Linked DNA regions of Sus scrofa: region 2 is linked to region 1. The links are chromatin contacts, called in public Hi-C maps. All regions are on one chromosome and are shown on one strand. Each heading gives the region's core, a stretch centred on a gene start, on an enhancer-like site or on the middle of the called end of the contact. The rest is flanking DNA. Distances are from core to core; before and after follow the strand shown.

The links. Hi-C and Micro-C count contacts between places; a contact is called where the count stands out from the background.
Region 2: a contact with region 1 is called in a Hi-C map of liver, with 4 times the contacts expected there. The contact joins the promoter of RNF5 here to the promoter of PPP1R11 in region 1. A contact is called at or near these places in 1 of 5 promoter capture datasets (fetal liver), 2 of 47 Hi-C or Micro-C datasets (embryonic fibroblasts and liver) and 1 of 2 datasets of contacts at active chromatin or transcription factors (skeletal muscle).

What each region holds. Positions count from the first base shown.
Region 1 is chr7:22,631,003-22,637,272 of Sscrofa11.1, reverse strand. It overlaps PPP1R11 (protein phosphatase 1 regulatory inhibitor subunit 11), which reads right to left and starts at 3,199. Exons shown (of 3, transcript NM_001123166.1): 1 at 3,131-3,199; 2 at 1,910-2,018; 3 at 1,339-1,541. The coding sequence starts at 3,199. The coding sequence ends at 1,339. ZNRD1 (zinc ribbon domain containing 1) reads right to left here. Exons shown (of 5, transcript NM_001168701.1): 5 at 5,716-5,959. The coding sequence ends at 5,935.
Region 2 is chr7:24,212,001-24,218,161 of Sscrofa11.1, reverse strand. RNF5 (ring finger protein 5) reads right to left here and starts at 2,669. Exons shown (of 6, transcript NM_001123224.1): 1 at 2,310-2,669; 2 at 1,416-1,434; 3 at 1,207-1,319; 4 at 1,070-1,124; 5 at 876-993; 6 at 179-765. The coding sequence starts at 2,449. The coding sequence ends at 668. It overlaps AGER (advanced glycosylation end-product specific receptor), which reads left to right. Exons shown (of 11, transcript NM_001123218.1): 11 at 1-42.

The DNA.
Region 1 (6,270 bases), core at 1,950-4,449:
AACAAGAGGCTTGACTCTGGCCTCGGCCTTCGGCCCCTCTGAGAAGCTTACTACTCCCTTTTGGGGAGAGAGGGGCAGGCCAGGTCTATTCCACCATGATGACTTTGTATGCTTACAGCCTCTTCCCCATAAGAACCTTCTTAAAACTTCCTCCTGGACCTACTTACAACAAGGAACCAATGGTGCTACCTCTCCTTTGTCAACCTGGAAACGGCTCCCCGACATCCCTGATTCACCCTTGTATATAGTCCCACATCTTTCCCCATATGTATAAATGGGCCCGTATTTAACACGTTTTGTGATGTTGGGTTATTTATTTTGTGCATCTGTGGCAATAAATGAGATCTCAGTGGTGGTGGTATGGATTTGATCTCTGCAACTGTGCATGGCAAGAGGCCTGGAAAATGACATCCAGATCCCGGGAAGGGGTGCAGAGGGCCAAGAGAGCTGGACACCTGGGCTGGCAGAGACACCAATGCTTAGGAAGGAAGGGGTAAGAGTACAGCACAGGGGACAAACCCCCATCTCTTTGCTCCCTCCCTTTTCCTTCCTCTCCCTGGGACCCTGATGGATCTGTCTCCTAACCTGGAAGACCAAAGGCCAACAGTTGGCTGCAAGTGACTGATCTTGAAGCCAGCTTTGTCAGAAACCCTAGGTCATGTGAGAAGGAAGAGGAGAGAGGATATGACTTTTTTAATTTTTTTCTCCATTACCCATTAAAGGTGAGCATGACAAAGACCTCTCTCCCTCCTAACTTCTCTTAAGGGCATGAGGGGAGTGGGCAGGAGAGGAAGGAAAGAGCGCCCTGAGGTCTCTCATAAGACCTCACAATCCCACAGGCCAGGACTAAGAGTTAGCATTATGTAAAGACAGCAGTGGAAGAGCTCTAAGCCAGGGGTAACAAGCGTAGCTGGGCCGAGGTTGCCTGGAATCTGACTAGGACCCTGGCAGTGAAAGCTGGGGCTGTTGGAAACCCAGTTTAACTGTTTGGGACTCAAGTGGAGAGTGCATGGGGCCAGGATAACTGGATCCCAGGACAGGCAGTTTGGCAGTGAGAACAAAGGGAAGAGATTGGGACCAAGATGCCTGGATCCCTGGAGAGAGGAAGCTGGGTACTGGGAAGAGAAATGAGGACTCAGAGAACCCAGAAGCCTGGGCTCTGGAATAGCAGCAAGTCAGAATTCCGGGATCTCTGTCCACCCTCCTCTCCTGTTTCCTTCTATCCGGAGAGGGGAGGAAGGGGCTGGAGAAGGGATCAAACATGGGTTTAGTCCCCAAGGAGCCACATGAATACATTCAGGGCCAGACAGACACAGGAATGGTGGGGGAGAGAGGAATTTAGTGCTGCATTGGCCCTGGAGGGGGCTGGGAGGGGTCGGGAGGCTGCGGAGGGGTGGTGGGGCTTGGTCCCGGGGTTGCACGACGCCGTCCTTTGCGGTGGCCCCGTACACAGTGTGTATGACCACAGCCCTCCTCTTCCTCCTCATCACTCTCCGTGGAACTCTCGCCAAAAGCCCGAGGTTTCTCATAAATACAGCAGCCTGGATTTGAAAGGAGGAGCCCAGTTAAAAAGGAGGAAGAGTTACCTTCCAGGATCCAGCAGCCCTGGCTCACACCCTGGGACTCAAGCACCCAACTCCCTCGTCCTTTCCAGCCAGGAATCTAAAGCTCCATTTCTCCCATTTCAGATATGTCCTGACTTCAGGCCTTAGCACATCCCAGTTCAAGCCCCTCCTGACCTCCTTCCCTCTAACTCTAACCTTCTCTCCCTGACACCAGAGAATCCCCCAGACAACGACAGAATTGTGAGCACCTGCAGGCTTCAGGAAGGCCAGTGGATGTGACAAGGTAGAAGATATGCTCAGGGGAGCCAGGACTCCAGGGTTACTGTGGGCCAACAATTACTCACATTTTGATGAGCGGCGCCCCATGTGTTCGTTGTCCACAGTGTCACTCGTCCATTCTACCTTTTTCTCTGGCTTCCGTTTCCGAAGTTTGATGGTTAGGCTCCGGTTCTCCTGGAAGGTAAGAAGGATGGGCTTACCTATCGAATCCCCTCCCACTAACCTTTCCCCCTACCTCCCGGGGCGGGAGCTGGGGGGGGGGGGCTCCTCTCTTCCCTTTCCCAGCTCAGTCAGGATCATGGACCTAAGGCCAGAGGAGCTGAGGGCTGGGAGAAGATAAAATAGAACAGGTTTTGGACCTCAGGGTGTCCCTAGAGGAATCGTGACATGTTATCTCCTGTTCTTGGTAATCACTAGTATACAGAGAAGACACAATTCCTAACCTAGGGAAGGTCCCAGCAAATCTTCAAAGGAAAATATAATCCTCGCTGTTTCTCCATCTTCCTCCCCAAATCATCCTTGGTGGTATTAACACATGGAAATTATTTCCTCAGTCACCGATGCCTACTCTTTGATCTCTTTCTTTTTCCAGACCCCCTATTCTTTTTCCCATTAAAGAAAGAACTCTGTTCTCACCTGTCTCATCCTCAAGCCCAGCACTCCCCACCTCTTATCCATCTATTCTCCACCATCCTGACAGCTCCAATTACTATTACTCTAAACTCCCTTAATTCAAGGGTTATGAAGTTCCATACAATCTTTTCCCAATGAAAGCAACTTAACCTGTTTTGGCAAAAATGCTACATTTTTCTCTATTTACATCTCCGCTGGTTTCTCAAAATACTATCTTCATCTCCCTTTTCTTGTTCCCTCATTCTTTTGCTTCCTTTCGCATTCATCCCTTCAACGAATACTTATTCATAAGCATGCTTCCAGTCAAGTTCCCCTGCAGCTGGCCTCCAACCATGCTTTCTTACACAGCCCTTCATTTCCCCCAGCACCTCCCTTGCTCCGTAATCTCCAAGTTCCCGTTCTTTCTTTACTTCTACAAGCCCCCCTCCCCCAAGCAGCATCACCTACATCCTAACTCTATATATAACACGCTTCTCGACCAGCCTTCTGCACCAACTCTGACACACCAAAAATCCCCAATACCTTGCGATTCTCACAACCCCACTCCTCCCACATCCCCAGGCCCAGCCCCTCCAGCAACTCTCCAAAGCCCTATCCCTTCCCTCCCGGTAGCTCCCCGACCCCTAAACAGCACCGCCCCCCGCCTTTCTCACGGGCTCGGTTGTCACGGTAACCGTTGTCTCAGTGACGGTCTCACTCAGCCCGGCCCCTGCCTCCGCCATGGCTAAGGCTGAGGAGAGGAAGGAGGGGAGGAAGGGGGATGAGGCACCCTTCTCTCTTTTCTGTGTCTCTGAGGTCTAAGAGAATCCGTATCGGATTCAGATTAGTAGCCAGGTTCCTCCACCTTCTTTTTCCCCCTCCTCCTGGGCCTCCGCTGCCCCACCCCTGGGGATAACCTGTCCAACCCCACTTCCGGCTCTCCGCTTCCGGGTGTGACGCGTTCTGTGGTCCCCCTTTTCCCTTCCTGGCACTAAAGGCGTCAGAGCGCAGGGTCGCGGGATTAGTTCCGCCGTAATGTGACAGTGCGCAGGCGCCGCAAGGAGGCGACACGAATTTGGCGGAAGAGGCGTCCCTGAGGTGTGGGAGCAGGGGCGGGGCGATCAACGGCAAGAACCCGTTCCTGCACCGCACCACGGCGAACGGCAAGGGTAGCGATGACTTGCAGCTACAAAGTGGACGCTGTACCTGGTTTAAACATCCTGTGGCTGAGCCCCCAATCACCCCCCATAACCCCATATCCCTTGGGGTGTGTGGGAGGGCGAGGAAAACCAAGGGGCAATGACAATGCCTGTCCTCCTTTCCTTATTGTTTCGTCTGGGAACTAGAGAATGGGGACCCAGGGGCAATTGGAAACACACTTGATTAAGACTCTGGGTTTTAATCCTCGCCCTGTGACTGCAGGTGTTCGAGCAGGGCACTTAATGTCCCTTCAACTTGTATTTTTTTTTCCTGTCACTATCAGAACTTGAAGATGGAGGAGCATAAAACCCTCAAGATTCTGCCTTTTAGCTCCCGGTCTAGTGGGAAAGACTGGCATAAATACTAACAAAAATGTAAGTCACTGGACTATTAACATAAATGTAAGACTTACCTATGAAACTGAGTTACTGCCTACATTTGTCCTGGGGGGGGGGAAGATGAGTAAGATTAAGCACAGAAATGGTCATAAATTGTAATACAGACCAGTTTATGATGAGACAAAAAATATGTGCATGTTTCTCAGGGAGCAAAAGAGCGGTAAAAAGAGAACAAGAAGACAAATGAGTTTTTTAGGTAAAGAAAACAACCTACAAAGTCGTAGTTGCTTGCACGGAAGGAAACTCACTTTTGTACTGTGGGGACGTGAGGGGCGTGCCAGACAAGAACTGATGGGTGGGCATGGCCACACGGGAGGCCCTCCCTGTGTGCTTTGCTAAGAAACCGGGGCTTTACCCAGTCAGCGTTATAGACTAGGGAAAAGTTTAAAGTAGGGTAGAAACAGGAACAGGTTTTTTTTAGATTTCAGGAGTACGGCAGGAAAGTCAGCTACCACAACTGGTTAAACGTAGTGTGGAGGACTGCCCGGCTCATTCCTCTAAGCTGTTGTGGGGTCAAATAAGTGTATGTTTGAGACTCCTAATATATAAAGGGCCACACAATTACAAGATAATCATTACCATTATTTAAACCAAGAAATGCAGGAATATTGATTCCCAGACATTTGAAATTTGAATGTTTATTGTTCCTGGACTAAGTATTTGTTTCCCTTTTATGTTTTTGATCCAAACCAAAAAAAAGCAAGGCAACTCAGTATATAGAATTAAACCCATTAAAAAAAAAAATCTCTGGGAGTTTCCATTGTGGCTCATCAGTAATGAACCTGACTAGTATCCAGGAGAATGCAGGTTCGATCCCTGGCCTCACTCAGTGGGTTAAGGATCTAGCGTTGCTGTGAGCTGTGGGGTAGGTCACAGACCCTGCTCAGATCTGGTGTTGCTGTGGCTGTGGCGTAGGATGGCAGCTGCAGCTCAGATTTGACCCCTAGCCTGGGAACTTCCACATACCACATGTGTGGCCTATAAAGAAAAAACAAAACTCTTGATTTCTTTTTTTTTTTTTTTTTACTTTTCTTTACATGAATCTATTACAATGAATACACACACACACAACCTTTATCTCAAGAGCAATAAAAAAACAATTTCTGGAGTTCCCGTCGTGGCGCAGTGGTTAATGAATCCGACTAGGAACCATGAGGTTTCGGGTTCGGTCCCTGCCCTTGCTCAGTGGGTTAATGATCCGGCGTTGCCGTGAGCTGTGGTGTAGGTCGCAGACGCAGCTCGGATCCCGTGTTGCTGTGGCTCTGGCATAGGCTGGCAGCTACAGCTCCAATTGGACCCCTAGCCTGGGAACGTCCATATGCCGCGGGAGCGGCCCAAGAAATGGCAAAAAGACAAAAAAAAAAAAAAAAAAAAATTTCTAAAATGTCCACCAGTATCTCTTGGTGTCAGATTTAACTCCAAATAAATTTAGATAATTAGGGAATACTTACAATTGCCTTTTTAAAAAAAATTTTTTTTATAGTTGCCTTTTTATATTAGCCTCATTCCTGGCTCCATTTTTTTTGGTCCTTCTTTTTCTTTTTGATGTACTAATTTATATTCTTTTTTGCAGCTGATAGATTTGTTGAAAGAACAAATATATCTCTGTAAGCTAACATAAATTTCTTTTGGAACAAGACACATTATAAATAACACACATATGTCTGGCTCTTAATAGAAAAATATTATTTTAATAAAGAAACAACTGGGGTAGGAGCACTCTGGGACAACAGTAATCCCCATGTGATGATCTGCTTTTCCTCTGGGAGAAAAACACTGCAGTCAGGAAATGGACAGAGGATCTAAGAATCCAACATTCTTCACTTTCCAAGGAAGAGGAGAAGGAGGGACTGTTAAGTCGTTCAAAAAAAAAAAAAAAGTCAAGAGTCTTCTTTCTCCTGGAACCTATAGAGAACGAAAGAACTTGTTATATTTGGCCAAAGGAAGAGAGTCTAGCAGTGTAAGGTGAGACAGTTAAATAATCAAAAAAGGATTCATTTATGACAGTGGAAGACTAGCTCTTCTAAACAACCCTCCACAAATTCAAGACAACTAAAAATGCTGGGATTGGAGTTCCTGTCATTGCTCAGCAGTTACAAATCGGACTAGTATCCATAAGGACGCAGGTTTGATCCCTGGCCTCACTCAGTGGGTTCAGGATCCAGTGTTGCCATGAGCTGTGGTATAAGTCACAGATGTGGCTCAGATCTGGCATT
Region 2 (6,161 bases), core at 1,420-3,919, 1.6 Mb before region 1:
CCCCCCACAAGCCATCATGAGTAAACACCTGACACATCTTGCCCCATTTGCTTGTGTTTGTGTGTGTGTGTGTGAGACACCCTCCCCCCCACCACACCAACACCCACTCACACCAGGGAGAAGATGCTCCCTGTTGTGGAAAGAAGGAGGGACAGGGACGGACAGAGGTGGGCGGAGATCCCATGAATACATCTCACCTTATTTATTGAATTTGTAAGAAAGGAGGTAGTAAGGGGAAGGAAGCACTGAAGACTCGGAGCCCACATTAGACACTGGGGAGGGAAAAATTAAATTAAATCAACAAGGGGAACGTGGGGGGAGCATCAGAGGGAGCCTTGCCCACCTGTCAGCATCAAATCAAGAAGTGTGGGGGAAGCAAAGCATTGGGAGGGAGGAGGGCCGGGCCTCCTCTTCGGTCCTCCCCCTCCCTGAGCTGGGAGTTACGTTGCTCTCGAGGGAGCCGTCCGTCCAGAGCAAAGGTTCTCCCATCCTGCAGATGTTGCCCCTCCTCCCCACACCCTCCCAGAGAGTGGCCAGGGTTGGCCTTAGGCGACAGAAATGGAGGGTGTGTGGGGGGGCAGCGAGGATCCGGGAGTAAGGAAGGGTCAGCAGGGACCCCCAATACTGATTCTCCTCTGGCTGGAGGTGGGCAGGAGGGAGACACAGCTCAAATACTGAGCAGCCAGAAAAAGAAGAAGATGGCGAGAAACAAGAAGAGGGAGTCCTGCCAGCTGGAGGCCGGGTGACCCTGTCCCAGATCCACACCTGTGGGAGAGAAGAAAGCTGTGGACGCAGCGGCCACTGGGAGGCCAGGAGGGAGGCAGGGCTGCGGGGGTCGGAGGGCTCGCCAGGAGCAGCTGAGGGAAGGCTCTTACCTGTCCCCCGACGAAATGGCTCGTGGGTATTGAAGACGGTGGTGAAAAAGCCAAAGGGAAAAGCACCAACACCAAACGAGAAGTGAAAGCCCCCAGTGTCGCCAAATGGCTGGAATCCCTAGGGAGGTGAAGAACGTCAGTGGGGAGCTGGGCAAGTCTTTGGCAAGGAAGGAAGGCAATCACACAAGACTCACCCCTCTGCTCTCAGGCGCCGGTCGCTGGCCCTGCGGGCGGGGTGGAGTTTTCAATCTGAGGAAGAGGAGAGGGATGATCAACAGGGAATAATACTCCCTCCTCTTCCCTTCCCTCAGCACTACCTCCCCTCTCTCACCTGGGATCCTGGGGCTTCTGGCTCCCTCGCCCATAGAGGGGGACAACCTTTTCTCTGCTGATCCCAGCTTTACACACTGGGCACTCTTGCCGCTCTGGCCGTGTCTCCAGCCACTGGGGGAAAAAAATGTAGTGGTTTCCAGTACACAGAAGCGTCTTCCAGCTCCTCAGACCTCCCCATCTCCCTCTTCATCTCCTCTGAGTACGCACCTGATGAAGACAGGGCCAACTGGAAAGGGGGAAAGAAAAAGGTCAGACCAGCTACACAAAAGACACAGACTCAAACTCAGGGTCCTAACTCGCCACCCGTTCCCAGGTGTTACCTGCTGTTTCCTGCCATATTTTCCACAACCTCTACTATGCCAGCCAAACTGGCCTCCCTGCTTCTCTGACTTTCCAATACCTAGAGCTACGTCCACCCTCAACATGCTCAACCCGCTCCTCTCCCCCTCTCTTCTCAACCTTTCAACTTAATTTCCAGTTCTCTTGACCATCCTTTTCCAGATCTCCTTTCAGCCCCAGCCCCATCTATGCCCCCATTAATCCCAAACCAAACCCCCTTTACCAGTATCTTCTTTTGCTACTCCTTTTCTTCTCTCCCATGTCCAATAAAGGGCCCTCTTTCCATAATTCCTTAACCTCTGGGGACTGCTCCTCTACAGCACCCCTGTCCCCAGGTTTGTCATCCTGCCCCTTCCCATATCTCACCGGAATGTGATCCCACGTTCCCCAGATCTCCCTTTACTCACCTGATGCCTATCTCCCCTGACCTTTGAGTCTAATCTGTTCCCAACCTCCCTGGGGTAAGGTGGCTCGGGTCTCATCTGCACCGCTGTGCAGCGCCCACCCCCTGTGCCCCCTTTCCTCTTAACACACCGTACGCCCCAGCTCCTAGTTTCTATGACTCCTTTCCACAGGTCTCCTCTGCACAGATGTGACCCTCTCGCCCACACATACCTAAAAAGACCTAAGAACCCTCCTGAGGCCTCACCTAGGAGAATGTGCCCTCTGATCATCTATAAGCCTATATGCCCCCTCTCACCCCCAGCCTCCATACTATAGAGGTGAGACCCACTCTTTTTCGCCCCCTTCCCAGATTCTCACCAGTACAGGTGGCCACACACGCTGACCACAGCTTCCCGAGCAGTCTCCAGACATATATTACATTCGAAGGTCGCGCCCGCCCCGCCCCGCTCGCGGTTTGGCCCTTCGGGGCCCCCGTCCTCCTCCTCCGCTGCTGCCATGGCCGGTTCTGCTTCGCCCCCGTGTACCCCTTAATCCCCCGAAACACACGTACAAGCGCCCCAACAAACGAGAAACCGCCTCCTGCCCACGATCTTTGGGCAGGCCTCAGGGTTTTCTAATTACTATAGGTCTGAATGCCTGTCAATCCCACAGGGTCAAAAGAAAGGATTGGTCCAAAGGGCAGGGGAGCAAAGAGGTTTGCGCGGTGCTGCCCTTGCACAATGTCTATTGGCTGACACAGTCACAGACAGTAAGCACGGCCACCGGATTGGTATTAACTCCACACGTCCTGTCGCCGGCCAGGGAGGGCTTTATTCGTTTGAGTAGCTGCCAGTCATAACCAAAGGCCAGAAGCAATTGGCTCCAGACTACGTAGACCTCGCCCACTAGAAGGCCCTTTCTTTCCTTTACTTCCTTCTTCACAGAATGTCGGGATTCCTATTGGACTTTGGAGCGTAAGGCTCCAAAGCAATTGATTGGCTAGAACTAGACGGAAAATGGTGGCTAGGCAAAATGCGCGTGCGCAGCCGGCGGAGGGGCGGGGAGGGCCAATCCTGTGAGGGTTGAGCCTTCTCTGATCCCACCCCTTCACCTCGCTCTCTTGTCGCCATGGTGACTGCTCTACAATTGGCGAGGTTTGGAGTTCAAAGGCCTCGGCTCGGCCTCATCCGGGTCCTCCGATCGTGGTTTTTTTTTTTTTCTCTCTCTCTCTCTGTCTCTCTGCTGATTGGGTTGTTCCTTTCGCCCCTGATTGGCCGAGATCGGAAAAGACAGCGAAGAGCTCGGAAAAGAGGACCATTACTGGGGTCGCAGGGTTCAAAATGGCTCCGGCCTCCTTCGGTGACGTAAAGAGCAGAACTTGGGTCCGCCCCTCACTCTTAGTGAAGAAGGGAGCAGAATTGGGATTAGCCCGACGTTTGGATGGTGCGAGCATCGATCTGCGGCGCTGGTGTTAATCCATCTCCCTCGGCTGGACGACTCAGCCCGCCCCTCCTTAGGTGATTTACACAGCAGAACTGAAGGCCCATCCCCCTTTCAGTGTGACACAGAGTAGAACAGGGTTGACCTCCTCTCCGTTTTAAGCCTTAAGAGCAAAAATCTCCTCGGCTTTGTGAATGGGTGCAGAAGAGGCAAGGCCCGCCCCTTTTTAGGCGACCCGCGGCGGGATGGGGTTAGGCCCGCCCCTTCCTTCACGTACTTGGCCTAGCTGACCTGGGGTCTTCCTCTGAGCTGTACCCCCAGGGACTTGGGCAACCTGCTATAGAGCTTGGGCCTTTCGTACGAGTTTGGTCCTTTTCTACAGTCAGTGGTCCTCACTGTGGCCCAAGAAGCAGAACTAGGTAACAGTCTTCCCATCACCAGTATTCTTTACATCCTCTTCCTCAGGGCTTGTAAAACGCTTGCAGGGCAAAGGTGTCTGAGAGGGTTGAGGCCCGACACAGGCTAAGGGCTGCTCAACAACATCCCGGTAAAAGGCCTCACGTGACTCAAGTGAGGCAAGGTGAGATGTTAGTTGACGCCTAAGGCAGGGGAGGTAAGGGTTTAGGAGGCGCTTAGAGGTTTAGGGGAAACGTTTATGAGCGGAGAAGCAGAGACCAAGAAGGGAAGAGTGATGGAGTGATCCCGATAAGGGGCCGATGGGAATATGGGAAAGAGGGCAACAGGCAGGAGAGAGAGCTAGGTATGTGACTACAGAATTAAGGAGGCATGCTGGGCCCAAAGGAATCAGCATTCTTCCTCACAAGTCTTTTCCACAAAGCAACCCTATGCCCAGTTTCCATTGGAAGAAAAGAGTACATCTTTTCTATGTTGCGGAGGAGTAGTTTCAGCTTAGAGGAGTAAGGAGACTGATAGGAAGGAGAGAACTAGAAAAAGTACTGAGGTTTAAAGAACACGGAAGAACAGGGGCAGGGAGAGGGCCTGAGAGTATCCCTTCTCTCCAAAGGCCAGGAAGGGGGAAGGTGGTGGTGGAGGGAGCTGGGCTGCTGGGAGATAGTGGTGGGGGGTGGTGGGGACAAAGGGCAAAGAGATCAGACAAGAGGGCTGCAGGGTGAGGTGGAGTGAGATGGAGCCCTGGAGAGAACAAGAGAGGTGAAGAACTCAGTGCTTGGCGTTTAGTAAGTGCTTGATAAATATTTGGACTTGAACAGGGAACAGGAAAAGAGAGTTGGAGAAGGGATGGAGTCAGAGGGAATAAGCAGCAGATGTGGGAGTTCAGGAGAAAGGAAGAAACCAATCAGCTGTAGGAGGAGAGCTTTTTGCAGGCTGGGAAGGAACTGGCCAAGGAAGGAATACAGCACCAAGGGACCCAAGCCATGTGTGCTGAAAGGAAACTGGAGACAAAAAGGTGCCGCTGAAGCCACAGAAGGCCAGAGACACGGAGGCAGAGCCCAGCAGAGCTCTCGTGGGGTGGAGCTAGCCGGAGGAGACAGAAAGATGTGGGGAAGAGATGCCAAGGTCCCCGGGCGGCGATTGGCAAAACAGGGCGCCCATCACCGCCCCCTACTTCCTGGCCAGCCCCGGAAACGAGCGGGCGTGGGGAGGGGTGGCGGGGGATAGCGGCAGCAGCAGCCCCAGCCCTCCGAGACGGCAGGAAGGGAGGGAGGGAGGGAGCTGGGGGGACAACCCCCACCATTCCTACCGCTATGGGCCCAGCCTCCCACTCTCACCTCCCCTCCATCGGCCGGGGCTAGGACACCCCCAAATCCTGTCGCCCCCCTTGGCACCGACACCCCGACTGAGGCAGAGACACAGCCACCCGCCACCACCGCTGCCGCAGCCTGGCTGGGGAGGGGGCCAGCCCCCCAGGCCCCCCACCCCACTGAGGTGGGGGCAGGAAAGGGATGGGAGGAGGAGGGAGGAGGGTGCTGAAAGGGACGTGGAGGAGGGGATGGGGGAAAGATTGGGTCTGGGAGGGCGGGCCGAGGAGACGGCTGGTGGGAAAAGAAGGGCCGACTGGGGAGAGGGTTGCTGGGGAAAGGAGAGGAGGCCTGAGAAGGAGGAGAGGCGGAGACCCTGTGCATTTGGGATGGGGTGTGGACAGGGAATCTTGCAGAGGGAGTGCCCAACACCTTCCCCAATTCCTTTTCTTGCCCTTTGGCCCCACCTGACTCTTGGGGGCTTGGGGCAGGCAGAAGGCAGTTTATTGCCCTTCTTCCCCCCCCCCCCCCCCCCCGCAGAATTTGCTTCCTAGGAATGCCCTCAGACACCTCTGTTTCTGTCTAGGCACAGAACCTCTTGTTTCTCAGTGGCCTCCGTGCTGTGCCCGACCCTTACTGACACACAGATGCCTTGTGGGGGCCATGTTTTCCACACTGAGTGGGTGTGCCTTTGACATGTTTAATGGCTTGTGTGCTGTGTGCAGCTGGGTTGTCCTATGCTGTCCACAGGCCGTGGAGAAACGATGGGTTATTTTCCATCAGAATTGCCTCCTCTCACATCTTATGTCCCTGCCTCACGTCGTCTCATCATGTTCCCATGTGTGTGTGTGTGTTATCTTTTGTGTCTATTATGTGGTTTCATGTTTCTTGCACATTGAATGTTTTTGCACGTTTATTTGAGCATGTAGAAATTCTCCTTGATTTTGTTTGGGCTCACAGGTTATGTCCACAGTCCCACCATGTGCAATCCTCTTCGTGTGTGGGATCCCGGGGCTTAGCTGACCAGCACACAGTCACGGTTGGCCTCTTTGCTGCATGTGTGTTCCCAGTC